3 separate regions of the Zea mays genome follow, and regions 2 and 3 are each linked to region 1. The links are chromatin contacts, called in public Hi-C maps. All regions are on one chromosome and are shown on one strand. The core of a region is the stretch at or near the end of the contact, and the rest is flanking DNA. Distances in the headings are between cores, read along the strand shown.

Region 1 (2,734 bases), core at 166-2,665:
GTAGCCGGCGGCGCTGTGGAGATCCGTCATGGAGAAGGACCTCGGGGACCGAAACGACCCGTTCCGCGCCATCTGGCCGGCGGCGGCGACGTGCACGCTCAGCCGCGGGGACGGGAACGTGGGCGGCCTCCTCCTGCCCCTGAGCCCGCCGCCGTCACCATGCTCCTCATCCTCCTCGTCCTCCTCCTCGTCGTCCGCGCCCTCCTCGTCGTCCTCCTCCACCACGGCGTGGTCCGGGGCCAGCAGCGGCGGCAGGTACGCGGCGGCCAGCGCGCTGCACGACGCCCGCCGCCGCGACCACGCCTGCAGCACGCGCCGCCGCTTGTTGAACGGGTTCTCCGGCTTGGCGATCTCCCTGGCGGCCGCCGCCGCCGCGGCCTCCGCCAGGCTCGTGAACGACTTGGACTTGCCCGCGTAGAAGCTGGACAGGCCCCGCCTGCGGTGGAAGAGATTCTCTGTCACTATGCAATGATGAACAGGAAACGGCACGCATGCAAACTTTTGACCACATGAACATGGGCGTTGGATTCGGTGGTGCCGTGGGCGGCACAATTTCTCTCCTCTGCTGGTACTACTAGTACCTCGGATGGGGAAAAAGAACGGTGTTCTCTTCTGAGCAACTCTTGGAGTTCATTATTGGCTAGAGTACTCTAGTGGGATGGGATCTAAACCAGCAGTGTTCTATAATCTCGACATAAAGAAGATCATTTTTTTGCAGCAAAAAAAAATCGGATTTTTTATCCAAAGAACATGTCATCTCCAGCAGTGGTTTTGCATGAGCAATTTCTACTGAAATAGAAGCAACAAAACCACAGGAGAAGAAGAAGCAGGGGGGATTAGCAGCTTACTTGGAGGGCAGGGCATCATCCAAGGATTCGAGCGTGGCCAGCCCCATCATGCCAAGCCCCTGCGCCTTACTCTCAACCTCATCCTCCTCCTCCTCTTCCTCCTTGTCGGACGCGGAGTTCTCCCCGATGGAGGAGGAGCTGTCGGACGACGCCGCCCCGATCGACGAGGCCTCCGACACCGCCTCCGCCTCCTCGTCTTCCTCGTCCTCATCCTCTCTCCTCGCCGCCGCCTCATCGCCATGCTCTTCCTCCTCCTCTTCTTGGACCAAGTACCCGTTGGCGCTCCGCATCATCCTGTCCGCCTCGTCCGGATCCGGCTTGCCGCTCCCCGACCGCCGGAATCCGCCGTGCGCCGGCCGCGCCACCGCCGTGGACATGCCCGCGACCCAACCAACCAACCAACCTAAGGACGAATCCGACGACCCGGCCGGCAGACGCAGAGCCTCCGCCGCGGCGTGCCTCGGACCGGTCGGCAGGCACGCAGGAGGAGTCGAGGAGAGCAGCGGAGCGAGCACGAGCAGGCAGGAAATCTCGGTGCGCGGGCAAGCGAGAGCGGCGAGGAAGGGAAAGGTGGGAGGGAGACAGGATAAGGAGCTGGACCCCTGCCCCGCAGTTGGAATTGTATAGTCGACGGGAGGGAGAGAGAGAGAGAGGTGCAGTGCATCTGGTGGGGTGGACGAGGTGGCCGGTCCCTGTCGGTCGCTGCCGCGTGGGCCCGCTAGCCCCCCGCGTCCCGCTCTGTGGGCTCGGCCCAGGAAGGAGGGAAAAGGAAAACCAGCAGCGGCAGCAGGCCGGCCTGTATTTTCCTTCCTATATATACGTATAGTAGTACGGTGCCTGTGCCACATGCTCGGCAAACGATGTACGTACAGTATACGCTCGTGGCGTGGCGTGGCTGGTCCGGTCCTCGTCTGTTCCGCGGAGGAGGATGAGGAACAGGCGGCGGCGGCACGCGCGCGCTGGAGCGATCGCTTTCAGGATTCTGCTAGGTCTGGCTACTTTGGGGCGAGACGGACGGACGAAGTGAGAGAGAGAGAGAGGCGCTCCCCGCGAGGTTTTGCCCGCCAGGACGGTGACGGCGGCGTTTTCACTTCATGCATGGATAATAAAAAGCCCTGGCTGATTTTCCTATATATCCGCAGCAGTACGAAAGTAAAATATTGATTAATGTTTGTTGTTCCTACATGATCCAGACACACTGAACGGATGATTACAAGATCTGCCGCCGCAAACCCGAACTGACTGTATTTATTTAGTAGCCGCTGATTTTGGCAGCCCCGACCTAGTCTAGCGCGCGGGATAAAATCAAATTTAAGGGTTAGTTTGGGAACACCGTATTTTTCAAGGGATTTCAATTTTTCCAAAAAAAATAAAACTAATTTTTTTGTTAAAATGAAAATCCCTTAGAAAAATGAGATTCCCAAATTAACACAAACAAAAAAAATTGTGAATGCCTTAACAACTAATGGAGATTTGCTAAGTCATTCCGTACTGGCAATATAATGACCCAGAAATTAACGAAGCAGCAGCGACGAAACAACCGTCTGACGCTTTTCTTTTCTTTTTCCTTTCCTTTCCGGCCGGCCGACTAGGACCGACAGACCTGCAGAGTGGACTTTGCCACTAGCTATCTAGCTAGGCAGCTAGCTTAACAAATCGTCATGTCCAAAGCATGCTTTGGCTGCGGACCTACTAGTATTCGTAGTAATAATCACACTAACTATGTGTACGGAGAATACTTGAGAAAAGCAACTAGGCGAGACCGACATGGACGGGTCAGATCTACCAGGCAGCCCGTGGCACAACATGATTTTAGCCCATCACAGACGCACGTCTTTATCCCAAATGCATTTGCAAATAAATTATAATATACATGATGTACTAGT
Region 2 (3,038 bases), core at 403-2,902, 280 kb after region 1:
GGAGCTCAAGATTATGAAGAGTATGTCCATTCTAAACTGCATGTCAACCTCCATTTTGGAACAGAGGGGTTACTGACTGGTTCATCAACTATTTCTTTTATTGAATAAACATTGTGCGGAATATCTCTAAAAGAGAGCAATTTGTACTCACAAAGTGAAATGTCTCCAGAGGCAAGCTTTCCAAGTGTCGTCTGATAATAGCATTGTGCGGAAGGGAACTCTACTGGTGTGTAATCAATGTTCAACTGTAAATTCTGAAACGAACTCTAAGGAATCGTCTGTTTATGGTCATTTTCAGACATCCAGACCGCCAAATTTGCAGCAATCGTCCTCAACAGGAGAAAGTGTTAGGGGGCAATGAAGCTCCTGTTGGTGTGATGAATAAAATTGACAAGAGAACGTGCGAGTTTGTCGGAGTCTCACGCCCCGTTCCTCGTCGACGGCGGCCACGGGACGTGACAAATACATAGAACAAATAATTGCATGAATAGATGAGACACAGAAATAAATGCAGTTTGTGATGTATTTGATAAAAAAAGTTATATATTGTACAAGGGGAAGGCAGATGCACTCATGCAAGCAATAGACAACAATGATGGATAATAGAAGATGGTGTTGTGTGCAAGCACGGTCGGCAAAAAAACAGAAGATGGTGTTAGATGGGTTAAAAATCAGAAGGCATAAGCTTACAAAAACGTTATTGACCTTGGGTAAAAAAACAACAAGAACCAAGATAACATTTCAACCTGGCTCATTCTTGAAACAGTAGAATTAAAGAATTGAAAGTTACCGGTATCCCAACAGCCCATGATTTAGCTACGGTGATAATCACGCTTCCGACGCCATTGCGCCCTTTGGCATCATCGCCAAATCCGCCAAGAAGATAGGCGCTCAGCAACCACCCTGTAGAAGACCCAAATCCATGAGCAAACCATCTATTCGCGCGTCAGATGAGCAACAACCCTAAAAAGGCTCTATTTCCGATTCCCTAACCAGCAATGAAGGGGTCGGCCGTCTTGAACGTCTCGGCGTCGAGGACGGGCAGGCCATGGCTGAACCTTCCAATCGCAGAGAACAGCAGAAGGCAGAACACGTCCCCGCTGGCCAGAGGACCCAGCTTCCTGCGAACGAACGCGGTCGAAGCAATGAGACCACGGGAATGGGAAGGGCGCGTGTGACAGGTCACAGGATAAGGTTCGTACGTGTAGGAGACGAGCTTGGACTCGGCGGTCGCATCCCCGTAGGAGACGAGCTTGGACTCGGCGGCGGCTGCGGCGACGCGGACGAGGACCGGGTCCTCGGTGGAGGAGGCGGAGGGGCCCTCACCCGCGGCGGCTGGGGTCGGCGCCAACGCCGGAGAGCGCTAGGCGGCGACGCAGGAGGCGAGGGTTGGCGAAGAGCGGGTAGGGTTTGGTGGTGGACGGCCCCAGCGGCTTCGACGGCAGCCGCCGCGCGGAGAGGGAGGTGGGGAGGGGGGCTGGGAGGGAGGGAGGGACGGCCCCGGCGGCTTCGACGACAGCCGCCGCGTGGAGAGGGAGGTGGGGAGGGGGGCTGGGAGGGAGGGAGGGATTTGCACCTGGATTCCGGAGACCAAGTCGAGGGAGGAGCACAAGCTAAATCGCGAAAAGACAGAGGATCTTTATGCAAAACTGCAACCGCGAAACGCGGGGAGAGCTCCAAACGGCTTCAGGTTTTAATAACTCTGATTACATTGGTTGTCACGGCAGAGCCAGCCGGCGGCCGCGGACCTTGATTTGCCTGGCCTGCCTCTGCCGTGGTCCCGGTCCACGAGGCATCCACCCATATAAACCCACACGCCACAGTCCACGCTCTCATGGTTGCCTTCCCTGCACGGCCCCTCCCCTGCCCCTTCCGCTCCCGCAACGGGTGTGCCTCCGTTCCGGCCCCGCCCGACCTTCTCTCACCTCTCCAGCGCTCGCCTCCCGATCCTCCTGCAGTCCCACCTCCTTCGCCGCCTTCTCATCGCTTCCAAAATCGCAAAGCCGGATCGCGGGGACATGGACCCGGACGACGAGTCCGCGGCGCAGCGGAAAGCCGCCGACTTGCACCTGCCGCGCGTCACGGAGCCTGCCTCCGCGCCCGCACGCACCTTCTGCGCCGCGCAGCGCGTGCTCAGCTACGGTGACGGCCCTGTCGCCTCCGCCTCGGCGCAGCGCTGCGCGTCGTTCCCGCAGCGCCACGGGCACGGGCACGGCCACGGCGAGGCGGCGCTCGCCCCTGCTGCGTCCTTCGCCGCCTGGGTCGACGGCGGCCCGACGCCGCCTTCGGCGGTGGCAGCGGCACTGGAGCGGGCCATGTCGCAGTACGACGGCGCGGGCGACGCGCTGCCGGAGTTCGTCGGCGCCGGCGGGGGCGAGGGCATCTTCCGCGTGCCGCTCCGCGCGGCGGTGCACCCGGCCCGCCCGCCGCCGCTCGAGGTGCGTCCCCACCCGCTGCGGGAGACGCAGGTGGGCGCCTTCCTGCGGACGCTGGTGTGCGACCCGCGGCGGCGGAAGCTGTGGGCCGGCGCCGAGTCCGGGGTCCGGGTGTGGTGCCTCGACGAGGTGTTCCGCGGGTGGTGGCCAGGCGCCGGGCCGCGGCGCCGCGGCGACGAGGAGGCCGCGCCCTTCAGGGACTCCGTGCCGGTCCCGCCCGCGCTCTGCGCCGCGGTCGACAGCGCCAACGGGCTGGTGTGGACGGGACACAGGGAGGGCAGGATCAGGGCGTGGCGCGTGGACCACGCCGCGCCCGCCGGAGGAGACCCCACCGGCAGCGCGGCCATGTTCAAGGAGGCCTTCGCGTGGCAGGCGTTCAGCCGCACGCCGGTGCTCGCCATCGTCGTCACGCCGTACGGTAACAATCGATCATCTCGTTATCTTGCGCTCTGCTGACTGGACTGCTTCTGGCAATGTCACTTTTTCGGTGCCAAGAAAGTGTGCTCGGTTTTGCTGGCTGATTTCACGTGACTGAAATGTGGTAGCTCAGCAATAAAGTTCTGGGACCTGAGTAGTCAGTATAGTTATTGACTCGTTGATGGC
Region 3 (2,967 bases), core at 379-2,878, 500 kb after region 1:
GAATGAGTTTGAATTAAGAATTGCCGACCCTCTGACCTCATCATACACTTTTCGGATACGAACTCCCATCGCGTTCAATAGATACATTAGACTCTTCTTAAGTAGATCAAACGACATAACATCTTTAGCAGCTAAGCATGTTTCCTGTGATAAGGTATTTAGTTACAAATTTTGAAAATTTGAAGTATGGGAAGTGCTGGTTGCTGAATCATAGAGGTAACAAAAGCTATGTACCTAAGCATTCTTATTTCTCTTTTTCCCCTTGACTATTTCTCCCCTGCTTTCAAGTTTATGGATTTTCTTCAGCCTATCCTAAAAAAAGAGAAAGATTTTCTCCCATTTTTCTTTAATGCTACCTAGCCTGATTGGTCTTCTTACATGGGTTAGAGTTTAGAGTGCTAGCTGCTTTTTAGTTCACTTGGCACATAGAATTAGCAGCTGTGGTTGTGATTCTGATTTCTATACCTGTTCTTCATGGTTCAACCATTGGGAGATGCAACCAGCATAGTTCCTTGTCATATGCCATAGTATCTTAGCTACTGCCTCTTTTAGTTCTTCATGCTCGCATCTTGCTTATTCATGCCAACTCCACAATGATTACGATGGTCAGTTTCTAGATATAGATTTAACAAAGGCATCCAATCCCACCTTCCACAAAAACAATTACATCCCACCAACCCAATCATTGCGCGTACAAGGTACAGGTGGGGAGAGACACCGTCATTACCTTGGGAGGTCGGGCTTGGAGGTCACTGCAGATACCACGCCGTCGTCGATGGTGTACGGCAACAACGGAGCTGGTGCAGTGGCAGTGCCACGGCTGGTGCAAATCGGAGGAAGGTGGGGTGAAGGCCACCCCGCGTGCGCGCCGAGCAGGGTGCGACCACCCACGACAGAGCAAGGATGGAGGCGTCGAGCACGGCGCGGGCAATCGGAGATCACGTGGCGAAGGCGGCGGGCAATCGGAGATTCAGACGTGGTGGCACTTGCTGGTGGACGACCACGAGTTTGGGTTGAGCGCTTCCTTCTTCTCCTCCGCCTCTTCCTGCGCCACGTACTCCACCTGCAGCACAACGGAAGAGAAGGGGTTGGTTACCTCGAATGGCGCGCATGCGAGGCTTGGGACGCGGAGCTCTAGGGATGCGACGGCTTAGGAGTTGGGAGATAGAGGAGACGCGGAGTGGGCGGGGCGTTTGTTGCGTGGAGGTTGCGATGCGTGCGGGAGGCGGTGTGTGCGAGGGTCGGCGGACGCGAACGTGAGTGCGGGTTAATTGAAAAAAAATCTGAGGGGGTTTTCGTAAATAAATGACGCACGACGACCGTTGAAACTGGTGCTTTAAGTATAGTAGAGATTACGTCTACATGTTTTTTCCCCGTATATTGATAGTCACAACTAAAAAAGTTAGGCACGTAAAAAATAAAATAAAATAAAATAAATGAAATTACGTTATCGGAGGAAGTACTGAACCCGTTAGGGTGCCGGCGGGAGGAGGGGGCTTAAAAGGGGCACCGCAGTGGCCAATGGCGCAGCCAGAAAAAGGCAGCCTCCTCCCCCAACCCAAGTCTCTCTCTCTCTCCCAAACCAAAAGAAGGCTTCCACTTCCAGCTGCAGCGGAGCATCGCCAGTTCAGAGTTCACCACCACGCCTTTGACCTCCAGCCCATAGCCCAATCCCGCAAGCATCCATCCACGCCCACCGCACCCGCTATAAAATCTCCCCCTCTGCTCCCGATTCGCCACCTAAAGGAGGCGCCTTTCCCCAAATCCACCACCACCGAGAAACAACCGCAGGAAATCCGCTCGGCCCTCGGCTCCGGTCACTCTGTTGCGGCCACGATGAAAGAGGGCAGACCCGGCGCCGGCGACTACATTGCCAGCCTGCTAAGCTCGTCGCCGAGGCTCGACTTCGGCGGGGAGGAGGAGGAGGACTGCCTGGACAGGTTCTGCGGCGACCCGGGGTTCGCGGCTCGCGCGGCGCGGCTGTCCAGCTTCAGCGGGCAGCGCTTCGCCGTCACCGCGGGCCTCTTCGGGCTGCCCCCGCCGCTGCCCGCCGCGAGCGGCGGCGGCGAGTTCGCCGGGTCCCGGGAGGCGTCGTCGGTGTCGGACCCGGCGTCGGCGATGAAGGACGCCAATGCCAAGAAGCGGAAGGCGCCCGCGGCGGCGGCGGCCAAGGGCAAAGGCAGGGAGCCATCTGCGCAGGTGCGTGTCGTGTCTGTTTCTGTCTCTATACTCCGCTGCTCGAATTGCTTTTGCCGCGGACCTCGCCTCCGTTCCCGCGTTTGGCGGCGCCACCGACATCGTCCTCGTGCCGTGTCCGTCCAGGCACAGGCAGGGGAGCCGAAGGGTCCGGACGCCAAGAGGTGCTGCAAGGCGGAGGGAGGCGAGGGGGAGGAGGGGAGCCCCGTGAAGCTGCCCAAGCCGGAGCAGGCCGGCAGCGACAGCTCCGTCGAGGACGGCGGCGCGCAGAACCAGAAGCCGCCGCCGCCGGTGAAGGGAAAGAATGCCAAGCCGGTGGAGCCTCCCAGGGACTACGTCCATGTCCGGGCCAGGAGAGGGCAGGCTACCGACAGCCACAGCCTCGCAGAGAGGGTACGGTAGCTCTGATCGCACTCGCTGACGTGCTCTGCTGCTCCTCCCACCCACCCAGCCAGTCAAACTCCATCTCGGTGTCTCGCTGAACCGTCTCGTGTATTGTAACAGGTGAGAAGGGAGAGGATCAGCCAGAGGATGAAGGTCCTTCAGGACCTGGTGCCAGGATGCAACAAGGTAGGTAACCATCGCTGGTTCGGTTCCTGAACGACGAACAGGGGAGAGGGGAGACCAGGAACTCATCTCTTTTTTATTTCCCAAAATGCTGCTTGTTCAGGTGATCGGCAAGGCGCTGATGCTCGACGAGATCATAAACTACGTGCAGTCGCTGCAACGGCAGGTCGAGGTAAGCAGCACAGCCCGTTACACCCCCCCTTC

Evidence for each region. Hi-C and Micro-C count contacts between places; a contact is called where the count stands out from the background.
Region 2: a Hi-C map of ear shows a contact between it and region 1, with 3 times the contacts expected there. The contact joins the promoter of LOC103642551 here to the promoter of LOC100283575 in region 1. A contact is called at or near these places in 9 of 25 Hi-C or Micro-C datasets (bundle sheath, ear, endosperm and 2 more) and 2 of 3 datasets of contacts at active chromatin or transcription factors (leaf and seedling).
Region 3: a contact with region 1 is called in a Hi-C map of endosperm, with 2.2 times the contacts expected there. The contact joins the promoter of LOC100193765 here to the promoter of LOC100283575 in region 1. A contact is called at or near these places in 4 of 25 Hi-C or Micro-C datasets (bundle sheath, ear, endosperm and 1 more).

What each region holds. Positions count from the first base shown.
Region 1 is chr1:195,819,966-195,822,699 of Zm-B73-REFERENCE-NAM-5.0, forward strand. It overlaps LOC100283575, which reads right to left and starts at 1,416. Exons shown (of 2, transcript NM_001371949.1): 1 at 849-1,416; 2 at 1-436. The coding sequence starts at 1,225.
Region 2 is chr1:196,096,785-196,099,822 of Zm-B73-REFERENCE-NAM-5.0, forward strand. It overlaps LOC103642551 (type II inositol polyphosphate 5-phosphatase 15), which reads left to right and starts at 1,653. Exons shown (of 11, transcript XM_035964208.1): 1 at 1,653-2,853. The coding sequence starts at 2,019. It also overlaps the pseudogene LOC118473123.
Region 3 is chr1:196,318,584-196,321,550 of Zm-B73-REFERENCE-NAM-5.0, forward strand. It overlaps LOC100193765, which reads left to right and starts at 1,629. Exons shown (of 8, transcript NM_001138851.1): 1 at 1,629-2,199; 2 at 2,323-2,589; 3 at 2,701-2,766; 4 at 2,867-2,935. The coding sequence starts at 1,837. It overlaps LOC103642587 (a long non-coding RNA gene), which reads right to left and starts at 1,126. Exons shown (of 2, transcript XR_004855432.1): 1 at 1-1,126.